Linked DNA regions of Sus scrofa: regions 1 and 2 are each linked to region 3. A link is a contact called in public Hi-C data. All regions are on one chromosome and are shown on one strand. Each heading gives the region's core, a stretch centred on a gene start, on an enhancer-like site or on the middle of the called end of the contact. The rest is flanking DNA. Distances are from core to core; before and after follow the strand shown. Region 1 has its middle 1.1 Mb from the start of KCNMA1. Region 2 has its middle 1.0 Mb from the start of KCNMA1. Region 3 overlaps LRMDA (a long non-coding RNA gene).

Region 1 (3,485 bases), core at 294-2,793, 450 kb after region 3:
GGTCTCATCCACCAGGGTGACAGACAGCAGTGGCGAAGCACCAGGGCTGACAGGATGAACACCATGATAGATTGCCTGGCCCCTCCACTGCTCACAGGGGAGCAGAGGTCACACCTGGGGCCTCCCTGAGCATGCTCAGTGGCTGCAGTCAAGTGAGAGAGACTGTGTCTTTAGCTTGCCTATTGAGTAGAAATCCTTCTGATACCATTATGCTGCGGGTTTATCGTTAGTGAAATAGTCAGAGCAAATTTAGAGGAAGGCTCCTCATCCTTTTTTCCCTTAAACCTTAACCTCTTGTATTTTGCATAGCCCCCTTCTGCCCCACCTCCATCACCCTTTAGCATCTTGATCCCAGGCAATGCATTTCAGTTGCTGTTTTTCAGAGAACAGAAGAGGTCAGTTCTTATCCAGGTCATATGATGACAGTGAGCTTCATGTTCTTATAGTTCGTGTATTGGAGTAAATTTCTTTTCCTAAATCCCTGACTATAAAACCCTGGACTTTATCATGTCTTGTTCATTTCCAAATCCACTTCTTGCCCTGAATACTATGCAGTGGCAGGCATCTTTCCAACACCAGGTTCTGGTTGTACCAAGGACTCTGAGTTATTTATGTATTTTTAACCACACACCCTCCAGCTATGTCTATGGCTATGTTTGTGTTTGGAGCTGGCCTGATCCTTTGGGTGGTATTTAAAGGTAGTGAGGTGATAAAAGATAAAGTGATAGGTTAGGAAGTGAAAAAGGAAAGTGAAGACTGTAGAAAACACCCCCCAGATCAAATGGTCTTTCATAAAAAGCATGAACCCTTTGAGTTTGCTATATTTCTCAGGACCTCTCAGAAATGAAATCCACAGCTTGTGAGGTGGTGTTTTTGCACCTTTGGCTGTATTCTAGCCCTCATGTTTCAAGGAAAATAAATGTGATCATACTGGTTGGGTGGCTGTAATTCCATTTAATGTTCCAGTACACCATTAGAGGATGTTGGAAAGTCTAGTTGCTCTTGACACACTACCATTTATTTTTGCTTTCCTTTAGACTAGGTGTTCATTGTCTCAGGTTTCCCAGTATCAGGTTAGTTTGAGGACAGCAAAATGTGAAAGAAGATCCTTCCCAGTTACAGACACCAAATGACCAGAGAGTTGCTAGGGTAAAAACATCTTTAAGGACTTGGAACCCCTGAGACACCCAAGAAGAACCTGCTCTCTCCATTCCAATATATATGGCCTTAGGCCTGCTGAGTCAACACAGTCCTTGAATGACTTGCTTTGGGGCTGGCAGGAGCCCCTCCTGTAGATTACACAACCTCTGGTAATCAGTTATTGAGACAAATTGAGATGGAAATCCTTAAGACCATTAATAAGTAGAGAATATGGCATGTTTGGCTTTATCTCTCAAACCCATTAATAACCAGAGTCTAGTACCTTCCCTCTAATTTGGTCTACAAAACAGCATTGGGACGATGCTTTCACTGAGTTGTATGCAGTCCCACCCTGGCTCTGTGTTTGGAAGCACCAGCCCATGTTTTGTTCCTGGCATCTTACAGGCAGCCTGAGTTCTGTGCAAGGGCAGCTAGACTAGTCCAGTGTCACATCCAATCTAGCGGCCCATATATCCTTGTCTTCATAAAAGGCTTTAACCCTGCCTCCAACAATAAAAAAGCACTTGTGAACTGACCACAGAATTTTTCCATCTTTATTTTTCTTACTTGTTTACTTTTCTTAATGTCAGAACCATTTGTATCATGCGCAAGAATGCCTCCCTCAATGCAAGCTTTGGAGGCAGAAAAAAAAGAATATATTTTTGGAGTGAGTTATTGACCACACTGTTTCCCCTCCCTTTGGGTTGTTTATTTTCTCCCCAAATGGTGTAATAACTTTAATTGAGATTAGCTTTAATTATAATTTACGTAAAGGCCCTCACTACAGTGTATTCATCTTCATGATAGAATTATAGTGAGTTGTGTTTCTCTTAAAGAGGGATAATGATAATGAATTAGTGTTGGGTTGTTTACAGTTCCACTCTTTGTTAAGCACGATATGCTGAGCTCCAAGCTAGACTTTGGTCTGGATTGGCAGAGGGAGAAGTGATGTTGCATGCAAAATCCCTAGGAATTTCCCAAACTGTGTTTTTCAAAGAACATTAGAAGGCAATAAATTCAAGCCCAGCTCAGACATATATCACATTCCCTTTCACCCCTTGGTCTTTTCTACTTTTCACCATATGCCACTGAGTTTTTTCTTTGGGAATCATGGTGCTGGACATCCCAGTGTCCTCCCTCCCAGGACACCCAACTGACTTGAGAGCCCCCTGCGCCAGAAGGCTTCCTTGAGTCTTCTGTTGCCTCAGCAAAGTCAGGGCAGACTGTCTCTTCCCTAAGTAATGCAATTTTATAGAACAATTTGTTCCTTGGGGAATAATGTTTTAGATTGTGAGGAATCCTATTAAAAGTACAACTATTACAATCATTTGCTTTTACTTTTACCAGCCTTGCTCGTAAACCCTCCATCTGCTTGTTGCCTTAAATAGAGGAACATTATAAGAGATGATCACTTGATCAGGCTGCACGTCTGAATGTTGTGCATTTTCGCATATTCTCATAGACTGAGGAATAAAAGAAAAGCAAGCCACGGATTCTGGATGAAAGGATATTTTGCTTGTTTTGGGGGGTTTTGTTTTGTCTCTGTGTATTTTCCAGCAGAGATGTAGCTTGCACATTTTCAAGGTAATATGTCTTTCTTGCTGCTTCTAAGAAATAACCTGGCTGTCTCTCTCATCTTTGTTAATATGCAGATCAAAAACAATCCGCAGGGCTCTTTTCATCAAACAATAACAGTGTTTTGGTGGTTGTTCCTCACAGGAGCAGCCTTAGTCAGATGTGTGTCACTGCCTCATGCCCAGGGTGGACAACACAGGGCCCACTGAGACCCTTCTGTGTTGTCCACACAGCACAGCTGATCCAATGTGACATTTACCATCTGCTTTTCCCAATTCTCTTTCCAAGAAGAAGCCTTCACCAGAGAAGGCTGTTAGCATGACTTGATTTGAGTCCCTCTCACTTGTCTAAATACCATGTTGTAAACTACCATGACTAAGACCTAAAAAGGAAAATGAGACCAGAGGAGCACAAAACATGTTGGTTACTTGTTTGCATGACCAATAGACTTTCAGCCTTTGATGGAGTATTGTATGCTACTTCTAGTGCATCAGCAAACACTTAATGGAATTGAAAGACATTAAAAGACAATCACCTGTCTGAAATGATGAACTTCCTGCAAATTTGCCTGAAATTTTTCAACATTTATAGATTCTCCTCTGGGTAATTATAATCCCCAATGTTAAGTTATCACTTTGTGGGTGGGGCAGGTAATGTTATTTGTACACATTAACATATTAGCCTATGCTAGTTTTTCTAAAGTCACATGGAATGTGGCAACTTAGGATAAGGGAGTTTTCCTAAGAAAGAAGAGAAAATTCTAAGTATGG
Region 2 (3,531 bases), core at 602-3,101, 470 kb after region 3:
AACAAAGGTGAGATCAAAGTAAAGAGATTTTCAGACATGAAAGATATAGAACTCTGTTGCTTACCATGATCTAGTCTTTTTATTTTTTTCTAGCTCAGCAACAGAAAACAGTTCTTAGACATAATCCAATTAAGCTAAAAAAAAAAAAAAAAAAAAAAAAAAGAGTTCCTTCATCTGCCTCCTTTGCTGCTATGGACAGCTGTCTGATCAATTTCTGGCCAGTGATTAGTAGTGGCTCTGTTGTTGAGGTCTTCATGGAGAAAACTGCTTAAGAAGAGGGATCATTCCCCTCTTACTCTTCCTCCTAATTTGTAGGCATGGTCACTGAAGCTAACATTCATTTTGGCTTCCTTGAGAATGAAAGCCACAGTTGGAGGATAATGAAGAAAAAAAAAAAAAGAAAACAGATGGGAAATTATATTCCTGATGATAGTATGAACCCACCATACCAGTTCTGTAGTGCTTACCTCCAAACTTCTCTTTGTAACAGAGAAATAAAATTTCATTTTACTCAAGCTGCATTAATTTTTAAATATTCTCTTATATGCAGCTGCACTTAATCTAAGATGATGGAGAAAACTACTTGAGGTTATATGTCAATTAATGATAAATTGACTTTTATTTTTGCATTCAGTTGGCCATGTGACCATGTTCTGGGTAATGATCTATCGTGGAAATATTATGAGGGGGCTACAAAGAACCAATGTATTTAACTCAAGAGAATTATCCAAGGAAAAGTGGGTTTAAGAGGCCTAAAAGCAGGTAGGGACAAAAAACTTGAAAATAAAGGCAACTATAAACTCCAAGAAAAATGAAACACATTTTAAAAATGGCATTACATTGTTCTATAGTGAACTATAGTTACACAATCCAAATCGTTTAAACAATAATAAAGGTCTTTTAAAAGGGAAGCTTTCTTCCAAAAATGATCACTCTTTGCTTCTGTTAGGAAACTTTATTCAAACTAAGACAATTAGTGAAAAAAATAAAATTCTTCAGGATACAGCTAAATGATGATCTTGTTTCATGATTACCTTATATGTGATGAATCCTTTATAAGTCCACTCTCATTAAGCTTGAGAATTTTTTTATTATCCATATATTATTATGTGTATTGCACTTATTCTGATAATTTTTAAGGACTGTTAATTATAGAATCTTGCAGATACCTCAATAATTGTACCTGTTTATTTTGTTATGGTTACATCCATGGCATATGGGAGTTTCCAGGGCAGGGACTGAATCTGAGCTGCAGCTGCAGAACACCAGATCCTTTAACCCACTCTGCTGGGCCAGGGATTGAACTGTACCTCTGCAACAACCCAAGCCACTGCAACTGGATTCTTAACCCACTGTGCCATAGAGGGAAACCCTCAGTAATAGTACTTTTAACCTTTTATTTTACTTGTTTATCTAACTACTGTCTTTCCCACTAGACTGTAACTCATTCATCACATAAACAACATTTTTCAGTTCCGTATTTCCATAACTTAGCCCACCATCAGGCACATCATAAGAGCTCATGCTTATTGAATGGATTAATCTGACAAAACATCATCTTATTATTATGAGAACATGTTATTTTTTGGATGTTGTCTCAAGAAGGGAGAAAAAGAAAGACATGAGAGATGATCTGATTGAAGAGGAAAGGAAAATACTGAACTTATTTAATAGATGTCCCTCTCCAAAGCACTTAAGCAGCAGCAAGCATACCCTCGCAGCATGTCTGATGATATTTCAGAGCCTCTCTTCACAGATCACCTTGCAATCCCAGGTCACAAGGTGGGAGCTGCCAGTAGTCCTGGTGGTAAACCACCACACCAGCTTCCATTCCTCCTTTAAGTGAGGTGGCTTGTGATGGACTAGCCTAGAGTAACTATGCCAACTTCCAGCTGCCCTGACCCTGTCTCCCTGCCAAACAGACTCAGATTTCAAGTGAGTAGTTTCGCAAGCCTGCAAGGAATGGATATTTATAAAGACAAGTTATGTCGTGGTCATATTCACATAGCATCATCATCAGCTCATCATTCAGGCAAACCAGAGCCATATCCTGTGAACAGTTGGCTTCACGGAATGCAGGAAGCTTGGAAGATAGTCACATGGGGAAAATAAGGGGAAGGTGAGTCTGACCAATTTAACCACATGGAATCCTACAACCTTTCTTCTTTTTATATAGGACCTTTGTCAGAGGCATTTGATCTACAGTGGAAAGAGCATGCATCTTGGAACTAATGGATCTTGTCCTTGGTTCAGGGCCTGCTACTTACTAGCTTTGTGCCCTTGAGCAAGTCCCTTCCTACCTCTGGGTTTTGTTCCCTTATTTGAAAAATGTCAACCCCATAAAGTTATTTTGAGGATTTTAAAGAAATAATGGATGTGAGCATCCTTTGTAAAATATAAATTATCTTGCTCTTTTTCACACTGGGAGATGCCTCAAGGCTGTTCAACATATTGCGTTCAACTCTTATGTAAATAAGGTTAAAGAGAAATATTACCAATTCAGGAAGAATTGCTGTTTTAATAAACAGTATGAGGGGGAAAATTCCACTAATACTTAACATCCTTCTTTGTTTATTAGTCCACTAGACAAATTTTATTGAATGCATCATCACTGTTATCAAAAAAGATTTGAGTGTCTATCTATTATTCAGTTATTCAGTAAACATTTATCAAAAGCTCAAGTGAAACGTCCCAGGTTAGCCCCCGTGAGTGAACCAGCCAGGAAAAAGGAGAATAGAATCCACATTCAGAAGGAGATGGTTATAACAAGTCAAGGCTGTGCTGGATAAGTTTTGTATTTCTAGGAATTTCTAGAATCACATCACATTGGACATGAATGCTTCTATAGCATCTCACCCCATTTGACTCTTACCTCATGCATGAATTTTGTTTATACTTTGATAACTAAAAAAAAAAGTCACTCTCTGGAGAATATTCTATTTCTAATAGATCTAATTATTAGAAAACTCTTCCTTGTATTTACCATTTGGTCCTGTCTTACGGCTGTGTAGCTTGCTTCCTCTTGTACGTGATGACCACCACTCGGATATTTGAAGATGCCACTTCCCATGCCCAGGGTCCCTTCCCTTCACTGTCCTCCTTTGCCTCTTAGCCTACTCAGCTTTTTTTTTTCATGTGTCCTTCTCAAAGTGTTGCATCCAATCTGACCTCAAAAATTCTAGGAGTGGTTCTACCAGAGTGGAATTGAACAGGACTCTTATCTCCCTCCATGTTCAAAGTTCCCACTGACATTTATAGTCAAAGAGATACTGGAAAACCCTGAACTTGTTAACATAAAAGTGCAGGTCCTTCTGTATATGTGTGTGATGATATATAAGTGATTCTATATCTGTGAAGGTTTTTCCTTTAGAATTAGATCTACAACTTCACAATTACATTTACTAAATTTTAGTTTTAGATGTTGGCATAAGCTGCCTCTAACACAAGTTATTTCCACTATGGAACTCTCCCTACTAGGATCATGGGGAGAATTATTCAAGGGCTCATGCATAGTTTATAATTCATGCATTG
Region 3 (3,563 bases), core at 748-3,247:
CAATACAAATGCCAATACAGAAACAGACACAGAAAACAAACGGTGATTACTAAAGGGGAAAGATGGGCAGGAATAAATTAGGAATATGGGATTAGCAGATACAAACTACTATATATAAAATAGATAAACAACAGGGATTTACTGTATAACAGGGAATTACATTTAATATTTTGAAATTACTTACAGTGGAAAAGAATCTGAAAAAAATGTTACTGAATCACTTTGCTGTAACCTGAAACTAACACAATATTGTAAATCAGCTACACTTCCATAATATTTTTAAAAAAATTCATGTAAAAAAGTTATAGTTATTACCAGAATTATTAATTCTTAAATCTTTTCTGAAGACTAATAGCAAATCTATTCACTACAAACTAAAATGAACACAGAGGGGGCTTATTCAAGGTCATACAGCTCACAGCTATTAGCAGAGCTGGGCCTGGATCTGCTTCTCCCAGGTCCTGATTCAATGTAATTTTCATTACCCTGAACCAAGGATCCTTTTGCCTGTTTCATGATTAAAGGAACTTGGCAAAAGAGCTTTTTTGGTGTGCTGAATGGGCCACTTCATTGTGGCACTGTAGAGAGGGATATAAAGTGATTCAGAGGCCATGCAGTGCCACCGGGATTGTTGTGTCACTTGCGTTCTGCATCCTTGTTAATAACTTAGAAAAGGTTATAAAGTATATGCTAATTAAATCTGTATATTGCCCTAAATGTAGAGGTATTACAAGCTCCACCAATGACAGAGACGTGACATAAAGGGACCTGGAGCTGTCAGGCATATGGACAGGAAATCACTAAATGAGATTCAGCTGCAGTAAATGCATCCTAATACATCTGGGGACAAATAATCTGAAACACAGATATTCAATGGGAAGAAGATATTTGGAAAGCAGTAAATGCTGAAGGGGACCTGGGGGATAGTGGACAGCAAATTAGATATGGGTTTTCATTGTGTTAGGCCAACAGAAATTGGTAATGCAATCTTGCACTGTATTTTCCACAGTCCCCTGGAGCAGCTGGGAGGAGAGAGCCTCTTTTGCTAGCCAAGAACAAGTCTGCTCGCCCCATGCTTGCTCTCCTGAAGACTAGTCTTATTGGGATGGGGGTGGATGGATGCAGGCAGGGTCCACTTTATTGCCCTGTGACTCCCACCCCACAGAGGTTGTGACAATTTCCTTTCTCTTTGCTCCACCCCTACCCTGTCTCCTTGGAGACCAGCTCTCCATCCTGGTCCCATTACCACCATTTTATTGATGTGCTTTCTGGGGATGGCCAAGGTGGGACAGTCCTGCAGGGAGAGTCCCTCTGATCTGCAGGTGAGACTCAGCTCCTGGTGTACATTTGTATATAACCTAAACATCTGCCATCTTTCTTAGGATCCTGGCTCTCTCCCCTATTCTGCTAGGATTTCACCACAAAAGAGCTTGTCTTCAGATGAAGCAATGTTTGAGGAAACACAAACATCTGCCCCCAGCTGCTCTTCATACCTGGGTGTTGGGGGGGGCAATAACTGATTCTGTCGACCCCTTACACCTCCTCCTTCTCCATCCTTCCCACCCCCCACTTTTTAGTCTTTTCAAAGACTGCCCTTGACCTGTATTAAGCTGAACTTCCCTCCTGGAACCAGTAAGTGCTTATTCCAGTTTTCTTCTAGCCCCCACCCCCACCTAATTATCTCAGGGAGGCCAAGGCCTGCCTGAGTTCAGAACACTTCACTGCTGGTGGGGCTGTTCAGCGGGGTAAGTTTAACCCACAAAGGTCCTTCCAAACCTTTGTAAAAGCATCCTGCCCTTGCCAACCCATACTTTCTACCTTTCCTTTTCTAGAGATCCTCACCTTTCAGAAAATCCTCCAGGGGTTGCTTGGCAGACACTATGTTAGGGGGGCTGGTAGAAAGCAGTAAAAGTCTGAAAGCTCTTTGCAAGGCTGGGAAACTTCTTACTGCTTGTTTGTTCAACAAACCCTGGCTTCCTCCACTCAGGATGTGCTTCATCTTACTCATCATCTGGGTTTGCATCAGGGTCATTTAGCTTCAGCCTGCCATAGTCACTCAACACTCATAAGTAAGTGCCCAAGTTTAAAGTTACTCCTTAAATATTTTTAACCATTCTATTCCATTCTGTGAGTATCCGTGAGTGCCTTCCGTGTGCCTACCACTCTGCTATGTCCTCAGGTGGTGAAGTGAGGGCCTTGGGGCTCTTCTCTCATGGAGGGGCTTGAATGAGAAAGGCATCACTATGGAAGAACTTGAACTTTTAGTCTGGTTGGTCATGGATATAAATGGATGGCAGCTGCCAGCCCAGAGATTTATGAGTGATGCTCCCAGCCAAAGGAAGTCAGGCACACATTGAAACTGCTGTGTACAGGGCATCTTAGTATATTTAGCAAATGAGATTGCAAACCACAGAAAAAAAGGCTGAGTGGGCGGAGAGGAAGAACATTCTCTGGCCAGAAACTTGCTGAACTCTGAAGGCCAGGGACTGGAGGCTTTGCAGAGGTGGGGAGAGATGTTCTCTGGCTTGTCCTAGACACATAAATCACCACGGAAAAGATATACCAAAGGCCAATTATATGGAGTGTTTTCTTGGAAAATCATCTCCTAGGCCCCGTAAATCATCCACAGCCTTGGCGGGCATTCAGATCTGCCTGGGGGGTGGGGTGGGTGATGTGCCAGTGCACCCCAGCGTCAGGTGGAGGAATTACAGAAGGATGCTCATGTGATCGCTAGTACCTGATGGGTTCACTCCTGTTATCTTCATCCAAGCAAGCAGTGTAGAGCAGAACCCTTTGCTGTACCCTAGGAATGTGAAGGGTGGGATGTGTAACTGGATTTTTTCCACTTACTTGCTCTGTGGCCTTCAAACCCTCCACAGAGTAAGATGAGGACTGGGTTATCTTCAGGGTTCCTAGAGGCTCTAACACTGATTGTATTGCCCTCATGTTTTTTATATTACTTCTGTGTAGGATAAGCATTTGCATCTCACACCCTATCCTGGTGATTGTCCCAAGGGAGGTAAAAATTCTATCTACCACTAAAAATCAGTCATATTGCATCCCTTTAGGGAAATGCGTGGGGACTCTCAAATCTAGATCATCAAACTACTGTAGGAAGAGCTGGAGACTTTCAGCCTGGAAATGAAAGAACTTAGAGGGATTCCAGGAGCACTGGGTTCAGTTTCTGAAGGGGCTTCAAGGGGAAGAGGCCATCAGGGTCTTCCATTCCACACCAGAGGTCAGAAACAGGACCAGTGAGCCCAAGATACAGGGGCTCAGACCCCAAAAAGGAGAGAGACCATCAACCAGTAACCATCATACCAGCGCTCAAGGAAACAGACTTTGATTTGCTCAGTGTTTGAAGGTGTGGAAAGAACTCTTTAACCATCAGAGCTGCCCAGTGTGGCATCAAAGCCTGCTGGAAAAGAGACTGATCCATCACTGCTGTAATCTCAGAGAAAAAAGTGACAGGGCTGCAGCAGAGAGAACATTCTCTTCTGCTCCTTCCAGAGCCTCTTTCTCTCTCTCTGCAATAGGAGGTGACTGGGTGACCAGAGGGAGGA

Evidence for each region. A called contact is a pair of places that touch in the nucleus more often than the background predicts.
Region 1: a Hi-C map of skeletal muscle shows a contact between it and region 3, with 6 times the contacts expected there. The contact joins two enhancer-like sites. A contact is called at or near these places in 1 of 47 Hi-C or Micro-C datasets (skeletal muscle) and 1 of 2 datasets of contacts at active chromatin or transcription factors (skeletal muscle).
Region 2: a Hi-C map of skeletal muscle shows a contact between it and region 3, with 4 times the contacts expected there. The contact joins two enhancer-like sites. A contact is called at or near these places in 1 of 47 Hi-C or Micro-C datasets (skeletal muscle) and 1 of 2 datasets of contacts at active chromatin or transcription factors (skeletal muscle).

What each region holds. Positions count from the first base shown.
Region 1 is chr14:79,051,683-79,055,167 of Sscrofa11.1, forward strand. No RefSeq gene overlaps it. Among named protein-coding and RNA genes, the nearest start is that of KCNMA1, 1.1 Mb to the right of the region's middle. Within about 2 kb of position 1,544, at least 7 of the 83 cell types and tissues checked have an H3K27ac peak or open chromatin away from gene starts, as enhancers often do. A contact at or near this core is called in skeletal muscle, where this site is marked.
Region 2 is chr14:79,069,625-79,073,155 of Sscrofa11.1, forward strand. No RefSeq gene overlaps it. Among named protein-coding and RNA genes, the nearest start is that of KCNMA1, 1.0 Mb to the right of the region's middle. Within about 2 kb of position 1,852, at least 5 of the 83 cell types and tissues checked have an H3K27ac peak or open chromatin away from gene starts, as enhancers often do. A contact at or near this core is called in skeletal muscle, where this site is marked.
Region 3 is chr14:78,602,699-78,606,261 of Sscrofa11.1, forward strand. The region is part of intron 5 of LRMDA (a long non-coding RNA gene); the gene reads left to right. Among named protein-coding and RNA genes, the nearest start is that of LRMDA, 650 kb to the left of the region's middle. Within about 2 kb of position 1,998, at least 4 of the 83 cell types and tissues checked have an H3K27ac peak or open chromatin away from gene starts, as enhancers often do. A contact at or near this core is called in skeletal muscle, where this site is marked.